3 separate regions of the Zea mays genome follow, and regions 1 and 2 are each linked to region 3. A link is a contact called in public Hi-C data. All regions are on one chromosome and are shown on one strand. Each heading gives the region's core, a stretch centred on a gene start, on an enhancer-like site or on the middle of the called end of the contact. The rest is flanking DNA. Distances are from core to core; before and after follow the strand shown. Region 1 holds the start of LOC103632918 (nuclear pore complex protein NUP155). Region 2 holds the start of LOC103644520 (probable UDP-3-O-acyl-N-acetylglucosamine deacetylase 1, mitochondrial). Region 3 holds the start of LOC100273765.

What was found. Hi-C and Micro-C count contacts between places; a contact is called where the count stands out from the background.
Region 1: a contact with region 3 is called in a Hi-C map of ear, with 2.0 times the contacts expected there. The contact joins the promoter of LOC103632918 here to the promoter of LOC100273765 in region 3. A contact is called at or near these places in 2 of 25 Hi-C or Micro-C datasets (bundle sheath and ear).
Region 2: a Hi-C map of leaf shows a contact between it and region 3, with 6 times the contacts expected there. The contact joins the promoter of LOC103644520 here to the promoter of LOC100273765 in region 3. A contact is called at or near these places in 2 of 25 Hi-C or Micro-C datasets (ear and leaf).

What each region holds. Positions count from the first base shown.
Region 1 is chr1:28,144,028-28,147,228 of Zm-B73-REFERENCE-NAM-5.0, forward strand. It overlaps LOC103632918 (nuclear pore complex protein NUP155), which reads left to right and starts at 1,443. Exons shown (of 14, transcript XR_556222.3): 1 at 1,443-1,778; 2 at 2,906-3,075.
Region 2 is chr1:28,319,941-28,322,942 of Zm-B73-REFERENCE-NAM-5.0, forward strand. LOC103644520 (probable UDP-3-O-acyl-N-acetylglucosamine deacetylase 1, mitochondrial) reads left to right here and starts at 1,460. Exons shown (of 7, transcript XM_020545639.3): 1 at 1,460-1,659; 2 at 1,731-2,042; 3 at 2,158-2,364. The coding sequence starts at 1,597. It also overlaps the pseudogene LOC103644519.
Region 3 is chr1:27,853,999-27,857,039 of Zm-B73-REFERENCE-NAM-5.0, forward strand. LOC100273765 reads left to right here and starts at 1,786. Exons shown (of 5, transcript NM_001148170.1): 1 at 1,786-2,042; 2 at 2,140-2,189; 3 at 2,291-2,396; 4 at 2,482-2,540. The coding sequence starts at 1,908. LOC100382193 reads left to right here. Exons shown (of 11, transcript NR_159445.1): 11 at 981-1,595.

The DNA.
Region 1 (3,201 bases), core at 193-2,692, 290 kb after region 3:
ACACTCACTCTCACTCAAACTCCCAGCAATACAACTCACAAATGAAGTAGGGTATTACGTAAGACGGCTCGAACCACTCTAAATTCTCGTGTGTTTTTGTGTTCAACCATCTTGTTAGGCTAACCCTATGGAGCCCCTTATTCTTAGGATTAGACTGATGGCTTTTGCCACCCGGTTAGAGTTGACTCTCTCACAAAAATCCTGCTGCCCCGTGCACATGCGCGTGGCATAAATCATATAAAGGAAAAAAGCAAAAAAAAAAGGTAAAAAGGGAGCATAAGGATGGAGGCACGAACCCACTATCCTCTATCTTCAAGAATTCAATATCTACCACCAAAAACAAGTGTTATTTTGGCGCTATTTGGAAGAGCCTCACTTTAAAAATTTCAGGTCTATTCTAGCTTATTTATCCAAATAGGTCTAGCTTCATGAGCCCTAGTTTTTTAAAAAAAACTAAAACTAGAGGTTAGCTTCATGAAATTTTCGAAGCTCTTTAGAGGGCTTCAAAATAACTTTTTCATACCTCTTCGTAGAGTTGCACAAAAATTATCTACCATACCATTGGTTATATGACCTACCGATTTAGTCTCTTTCTCTAGCCGCTAATAATTAAGGGTAATTAAAAAAACTAACACAAATTAATTATATTACAGAAGCTAGAGTCTATGTACAAACCAATCTATCGAAGTTGTTTCATGGTGAAGCTGGAAAACTAAAGCTGCAATTCTTGAAACGAAGCCTCCCAAACAAAGCCTTTATGTTTGTAAAGGATAGTCATATTAAATATACATACACTATTTTTGGGAAATAAAAATATAATCATATTTAAATAAATATCTCATTTAAATAATATCCATCTATATAATATATAAAATCGTAGCAATGCACACGTAACTGAGTATAAAGATAATGAGAATAGAAATATTAGAAGTTATTGGAAACGGTCTTAGCCCATTCCCCTTCCCAGGATATGTGGCGTTTTTACGTTATAGTCGGCATAAGGAAAAAAACGATTTGAATAAAGCCCTGCTTGATCCATTCCGGTTTCTTAAAAACTGGTTACTACATTTAGTTTATAAAAATTGGCTTTCAGAAAAAAAGCGAATAAAAATGTTTAGATCCACTAGTTTTTTTTTTAAAATTCCTTTATAGTTTTTTCATAAATAATGACTAATCATAAAAAAAACTGATTTTAGCTGGGTACTAATTTCTTGGTTTTTAAGAAACGAGAAAACTAGTTTTTTTAGAAAATGAATAAAAAATTGATCTATTTGGAGGCTTTTTAGTTCTAGCTTTTAAAAAATAGTTTCTAAGGTTGTTTTTGGATCATGTAAAATAGGAGAAGCAGAATTGTAACTAATATTGTTTGTAGAAAGAAGTTTAAAATAAGAAATGAGATATGAGATAGAATAGAGAATCAAACAGCCAAGTCAAGTGAAATGACTTCGGGTCCAACCTGCAAAACCGGAACCCGCCCACAAAAATGTGAATCAAAAATCAACCGAACTTGCCAGCCCCGCCGCCCCTCCCTGCCTCCATCGCGCACTAGGGTTTTTCCTCGCTCTCACGTTCGGCCGTTCCCCACCACTTGCGCGTTGTGCCGCGACGCTCCGGCCATGGCGTGGGGGGAGGACGAGGCCATCGGTCCCGACGTGGCCTCGGCGGGTCTTCACGTCTCGGAGCGGATCGGCCGCGACGCCGCCGCGCAGCCCGACCTGGAGGAGGCCCTTGAAGCCTCGCGCTACGCGTCCCACCCCTACTCCTCGCACCCCAAGGAGGCAAGCCCTGCGCGACCTGTGGTCAGCTGCGTGTGTACTGATAGACGCGCACGCTTGAGTTGTTGATGTGTCAGTGTCCGGTTTGGGCGAATGTTACCGTTGTATTCAGGGTTCCTGCAGTTGTCCTGGGGGATTCGTGTCATTGTTTTTCCCAGTAGAATGGGGGTGACGAGGAATCGAAAGATGAAGGTGGAGGAAAACATGGCGAGCAGTGATTTCATCTGATTATTTCTGGTGTTTTTTTTTGGTTGCTTCAGACCTGCAGTAGAAGTTCGGACTTTCGGTTCATATATTGCATTGTAGTATGAGTAGTTTTGGGTCAAATTTTGGGAGTGAGACTCCATGACAGAAGTACTATATGTCACACGGGAGCAATTTACAATTGTGTGTCATACACATGACATGATTCCCTGGCAGGATGTGAATCCTGATTCTGACATTAGAAAACGGTGAAAGAGTTTTTGGTCCTTTAAGTTACGCTGAAACTTGGAAATTGAGGCAAACACGTGGAAATTAGCATAAACCGAAGGACACTAGTTTTTGCAAAAAAGAAAAAAAAAGAAAAAAAGGGGAGGTCCCTATTTGAAACTGGCTACTGGCAAGCTCAACCTTGGCTTATATGAGATCAGCAGTGACGAACAGCTTTTCGGATTGCTGACATCATTCATTCAAGGGACATATTCTTGTATGTATTGGTAATTGAATTGAGGAGGTAGGAACTGGACATTCTGTTTGCTTTGTTTGGTTGAGCATGGTTTATAGACTACTGGTCAGTTTTCACACTTTTAAAGTAGATAGTTGTCTTTGGTTTTGCTTTGCATTTTCTGTTTGCTGGATTTATTAAATGTTTCATGTTTTAGCTCTTATGCTGCTAGGATGAAACACCGCAAACACATTGGTACATGTTGGAACTCTTTGTTTTGAATGCTGGAAAGGTTTCTTCAGAAGTTTTAATGACATTGAACACGATGATCATGCAGGTCTCAGAAATGCTTTGCTGGACCAACCCTTCTCTAACATACCATGTGTTTGTTCTAAGTTTTATTTGAATTTAATAATGAAGTTGTTCTACTAATATTTTGAAAATGCACTTTTATGTTCTCTTAATACATATTTTGTCTTGGCAGTGGCCTCCTTTGGTAGAAGTTGCAGAAACTCGTCAACTCCCTCCTATGTTGATTGAAAGATATAACACAGCTGCCGGTGAAGGAACAGCTCTTTGCGGGATTTTTTCTGACATACATCGGGCCTGGGCAACAGTTGACAATTCATTTTTCATCTGGCGATTTGATAAATGGTAAATCACTAATATTTGTTTCTTTTTATTTGTTACATGAGTGATTGGTCTTAAACAGTTAAAAGGGAACACCCTTTATAATGGACATGATTTTTACTTAGTACTCAGATTTATCTCGTTCTCAAT
Region 2 (3,002 bases), core at 210-2,709, 470 kb after region 3:
TGCACAAAATAGCGGTGTTCGTATCGATGCTTTTGACCTACATGGACAGAAGACCACATATTTTGGATTCATAGAGGAAATATGAGAACTTGATTATGGCCCAAGCATGAAAATACCCTTGTTTAAGTGCCAATGGGTACAACATCCCGTGGGGGTGATAGTGGATAACTACGGACTCACACTGGTAGACTTAAAGAAAGTAGGATATAAAGATGACCCGTGGGTTCTCGCCGAATGTGTTGCACAAGTGTTCTATGTACTCGATCCAGCAGATGAGAAGATGCATGTAGTTATTTCTGGAAAGCAAAAAATTGTTGGAGTTGAGAATGTGGGAGACCAAGATGAGGAATACAATAAGTATGAAGAGATGTTCGTCTTTAACGGTCCAGAGAGAATCAAGCGTGTGGAAAAGAAAATTGATAAGAACTTAAAGCCATACATGCGGAAAAATGATAGTTCATGAAAAATTGTATGAATCAAATTGTATTTGTTATCATGTATGATCGACTATGAATTGTGGTTGCCAATTAATTTAAAATCTCTCTAGTTATCTATGTGTGCTATTATAATTCATTTAAATTGTATTTGCATATTATTGTTAAAAATTAAATATTAATTCATTTAAATTGTATTTGCATATTTCTGTTAAAAATTAAAATTATTTTCATATTTAAATTGTATTTTCATATTTTTACAATCACATGCGGTTTTGTCTTAGGGTCCGCTTGTGAAAAGGATAGAGCATTACAGGCGGTCCTAAACAAAAACCGCTTATGATACTATTACATCACAGGTGTACTAAACCGCCTGGGACATCACAAGCGGTTTTCTAACCAAACCGCCTGTGATGTAAAAATCCTACCGCTTGTATAGAGCCAAATTGTACTAGTGTGAGGTCTACGACGGCACCGGCCCTTCTCTCCTCCCCGTCGACGCGTACGACCGTGATGTGCAATATATATCCACTAATCCCGCTAGCTGTTCCTAGCTTAATTTGTTTTCACTAGTTGTGGTGGTGGTGTGTGCTTTTGGTGCACGTGTACTCCTTGTATTTCCAAAGAAAAGTGAACGTGTGTGGTTTTCATGATGATGATAATGGGCAAGACGGGTGACGAGAAGGCAGAGCGGCAGAAGCAGTTGTTTGCCGCGGCGGAGACCCTGGAGGGAGCAGTGGAGGAGTGCTCCAAGGGGAGACCCAGACCCTTCTTCGGCGCGACAGCGTCGGGTACGTGGACATAGCGTGGGTGCAGACTGCAGACGAGGGACCTGTAGTGTTGTCTGGTTTTGAGCATTTCGACGCCGACAAGACCCTGCTCCTGGCCGCGTGGATGGAGCGCCAATAACGGGCACCAAGCTCGGCCACGTCGGCACTATGTCAACCTTTTGGATTTCAGATTCGGAATAGTTCCATACAGACCAGGGTTCCGGCTTTTAAGCCAACCACACACGCCCGACATCCAGGACCCACATTACAAAAATACGCTTTTCTCACACACAAACGCCCCACGCTCGGCTGAGCACTTTCCCGCCGTCTTCAGACCGTCACACCCTCGGTCGTGACAGGTTTCTGCCTCCACTGCCTTCCCCACCGCCGCCATGCCCTCCTCCGCCGCCCGGGCCCTCACATCCGTCTCCCGCGCAGCCTTCTCCTGGAAGCCGGTAAGTCAGCGATGCTCTAGTGTTTAAAAGCAATAGTCTGAATCTCTGGCAGACTAACCCTCCTCTGCCAGACGGGGCGGCCGCAGCAAACGCTGGCGGCGGCGGTGAGCAGGTCGGGCGTGGGGCTCCACTCGGGAGCGCGCGTCACCGCCACGCTGTTTCCGACGCAAGCTGGAGAGGGTAGGTATTTCCTCGTGGAGGGTGATGAGGAGGCGAGGGTAGCGGCAGAGGTGGGGAACGCCGAGCCACTGTCGCAGCTCTGCACGACGCTTCGTCGGGGCGAAGGCGCCCACACGCGGGTCCGGACGGTGGAACACCTTCTTTCGGCGATGGAGGCGCTTGGCGTCGACAACTGCCGTATCGAGGTTAGCGGCGGGGATGAGGTGCGTGGATGTCTGCTCATTTCCCACCTTGTCTTAGTTCCCTATTTTCAATGTGGGAAGGTGTAGAGTTATCGTTGTATTTTCCATTTATGTGAAAGTGATTAAGCAATGCCAGATTCCTTTGCTTGATGGATCAGCGCAAGAGTGGGTAGAGGCAGTACAAGGCGTTGGCTTGTGTGCGGCAGAGGATGCCAATGGGGAAAAGTTGGATAAACTGGCGCCTGAAATTCAGGAGCCTGTTTACCTACGGAAACACGATTGCTTTATAGCTGCATTCCCTAGCCCACAAATCCACATAACCTGTGGCATTGATTTCCCAAAGGTATATTCATCTCTTCCCTTTGAAATCAGAAAAAGGCTAGTTCATTATGGATATGAAACCGAATCATGTCTTATGACCGATAAAAATATCAATAACATTAAACCATTATATGGAACACACAAAGTGAGTGGGTTCTTAATGTTATAAATAACTCGTCTGGGGAGAGAAAGACGGTCCTCCCAGTATTATATTAAGAAGAGACCAAAACATGGTCCCGGACTCCTCCCGTCCGAGAAAATCCCCAAACCCTGGCCCCTCATCACTAGCGGACTGTCACCGCCCACTCTGCAACGATCGAGCCAGAGGGTGGCGCGCAGGACTTAACTCGGGAGTGGACGGGGCACAACGAGGGGATTTTTTTAACCAAGCCCGAAATTAGTCCCCGAGGGGGATCGAACCCGAGACCTGAAGGTGCTACTCAGAAGCTTTAACCATTACGCTAGAGACCCTTTCGCTAATATTATAAATAACACAAATAAAAACCAGCAGTAGTGATCATAGAAGAAAACCGCTGAAACCAAGTTTGAGGAGCTTGCTTGAGACCATAGAGAGTGGCAAAAACGACAAACCAATATCCTCACGAATAGAATACCCACGAGGTGGCTACATACACACCTCCTCATGCAACCATAGTCACA
Region 3 (3,041 bases), core at 536-3,035:
TAGTGAGTATGAAGATGTAAGCTTGGGAGTCCAGGTAGTACCAAAGGACACCTTCTGTTATTTGGGATCGATGCTACATAGAGATAGTGATATTGATGAAGATGTTAGCCATAGAATCAAAGCGGGATGGATGAAATGACGTCAAACATCGGGAGTCCTATGTCATAAGAGAGTGTTACAGAAGTTGAAAGGCAAGTTCTACAGGTTAGCGATTAGGCCTGCTATGTTATATGGGGCTTAGTGTTGGCCGACTAAGAGACGACATCCAACAACTAAGTGTCGTAGAGATACGTATATTGCGTTGGATATGTGGGCACACAAGATTGGACTGAGTGAGAAACGATGACATACACGATCGGCTAGGAGTAGCGCCAATTGAAGAAAAGCTTATTCAACATCGGTTGAGATGGTTTGGGCATGTCCACCGGAGACCCCTAGAGACACCGGTGCACAGAGTCATCATAAGACGGGACAATAATAAGAAGAGGTAGAGGTCGACCAAACTTGACATGGGAGGAGGCAATCAAAAGAGACTTGAAGAAATGGAATATTCCAATTGATCGGTGTTTGGATAGAAGTGCTTGGAAAGAAGCTATCCATGTGCCCGAACCGTGATTAGACATTTTTCCTTTTAGTGCTCTCAATGGCTTTTTCCTTTCCCTTTATCTCTCTTTCTCTTTTTGGTGACATCTTGTTGGATTTCCACTCTAGCCTACCCCAACTTGCTTGGGACTAAAAGACTATGTTGATGTATTGATCTGCCAAGCTAGTTGTTTTAGTACCTAGTGCATGACGAAAAGGGCAGGCTTGGCGCTCTTGGAATCTCTAATTGCTTTTTTCTTGGAAAAAAATGCTATCTAAAGGCAATGCCATATGTATATGTGGTTCAGATGCCTAGCTTATCTACATTGCTCTCATTCTGTAAAGCTTGAATTTACTTTTGATAAGGCCATTTAATAATTCTATTCATTACATTCTAGGGATGATAAAGGTGATAAAAGATTTGCTTCAATCAGTGTGCAACCTATTATCCCAGGATGGAATTCTTGCCGAGGAACTGATACGGCTGTCCCCTTGCTATTAAAAGGATTCCTCATGACCGCAATATTCTTATTTGTAATCAGAAGTAAACTCAGGTACACTGGGAAGCGCATTGACCGTCCAACTCAAGCTGAAATACCTGTTGAGCCAGAGTGAATTTCTGTCGTCTTCATTTCTGAACGTTTGCGACATCACAGTTTTGATGATGATCATAAATACGTAACTTTGCCGCGCAAAGCTTCGTCCTGGGAAAAGAATCCGGCTTTGCTTGCAGTGTATGGTATCCAGACGCAGCAGTACAGGTTAACAGAATATGGGTTGCTTCTCATTAGTCATTTCTTGATTCATTATTCCAATATGTAGAAGACACCTGCAGCAATTCCGAGTTTTGACGAAAGCCACATGAAAGACATGAAGAAACATGGCCGTAGGCTAATGTACACTGTATGTATCTTGTCTGCACAAAGTTTTGTAACCATCCCGGCTTGATATCGTTTAACGATTTTGTTGCAACATAATTCATAAGCACTGAATTTATGCAAACAACAGTTCTGACGCGAGACGAATTGGAATAATCACAATTCACAAACACAACAATGCTCCTATTCACAAAAAAAATGCTCCTATCCATACAGTTCAAATGCCTCTGTCATGTTCAAATGGAAACGATTCGTTTCGCTTTGAGACGAAGCAGTTCAAATGCCTCTGCCGTGTTCAAATGAAAACGATTCATTTCGCTTTGAGACGAAGTAGTTCAAATGCCTCTGCCATGTTCGATCGATTTCCAGACCGAGACAAGCGCCGCAGCCCGCAGCAGAAGGCTCGCGACATCAGCTCGAGCCAGCTGACGGGATCCACACGGTGCCATGTCTTCCCGGCGGCCGTCGCATCCGTCCCACCGGAATCCACGGCGATTCCCGTCCGCCTGCTATCTTCTAGTACTCACCCTTGCCCTCCTCGTCGTCTCCGCCGCCGCCAAGTCCTCCCGCCGCCCCATCTCCGTACGTCTCCCCGCCTGACCCGACCCTGCCATCTCTCCTCCGCCCGCCTCTCTAGTCTCTATCCATCCCATCGCGCTTACCGAACTCCGTGGCGCAGGACAACGAGATCCGGCAGAAGAAGGAGGCCTGCTACACCGACGTCGAGAAGTACGTGTTAGTATGATGTGTTCTCTACTATTCAGTGGAACGCATCTGACGCGATGTTTCTGAGTTCTGACGGTGGTTTGTTTCTCTCGGCCGTGCCGTAGCGGGCTGTGGGGATGGGTGTGCAGGTACTCGCCGACGGAGAAGGAGAACTGCGTGCTGCGCTGCCTCTCGCCGGAGTGCTACGACCTCATATACGGCGGGGATCCGGTGAGTGGTGGCATCAGGATGTGGGGTTTCAGCAGCTGCGATATACTTGGTTTACTGATTTTTTTTGCTTGGCTGCCTTGTGTAGCTTGAGGAAGGGGAGTTGGACTATGTTCGAAGCCAGGAGTACAAGTATTGTATGCACAAGTAAGAATGACCAGAACATATCGAACATGTTCGTTTGGGGTTTCAAATGTTGAATTGGGCTGCTTTGTGTTGAAGATTGAAGGATCATATTGTCGTTAAGGTTGTCAAGTCGTAGATTATAAGTTGGGTTGGAGTCTACATAAGATCTCAATCATACGATCTTGATCTTAAACATACGAATCATAAAATGTGATACTATTGTTGACTGGAATTATAGAATCAGGCCCTTGATCAAGATAGTAAATGTGAAAATGCGTAAGACAGAAACATAGGTATTGACATGCATTACTGTGGGTGCATATGTAAATGAAGGGAAATGATAGTGATACTATGTCTCCCATGGTTGATTAGCTCTCTAAACATTCAATAAAACCACATGACTAGGAAGAGAACTGAAGTATTGAGTGATCAGGAACAAGTAGGAATGTTCAGACCCAAGGATATGTTCATTTCTCATACAACTGTGCTTTTTAATAGTCTTCATTTACTAATTTTATCATA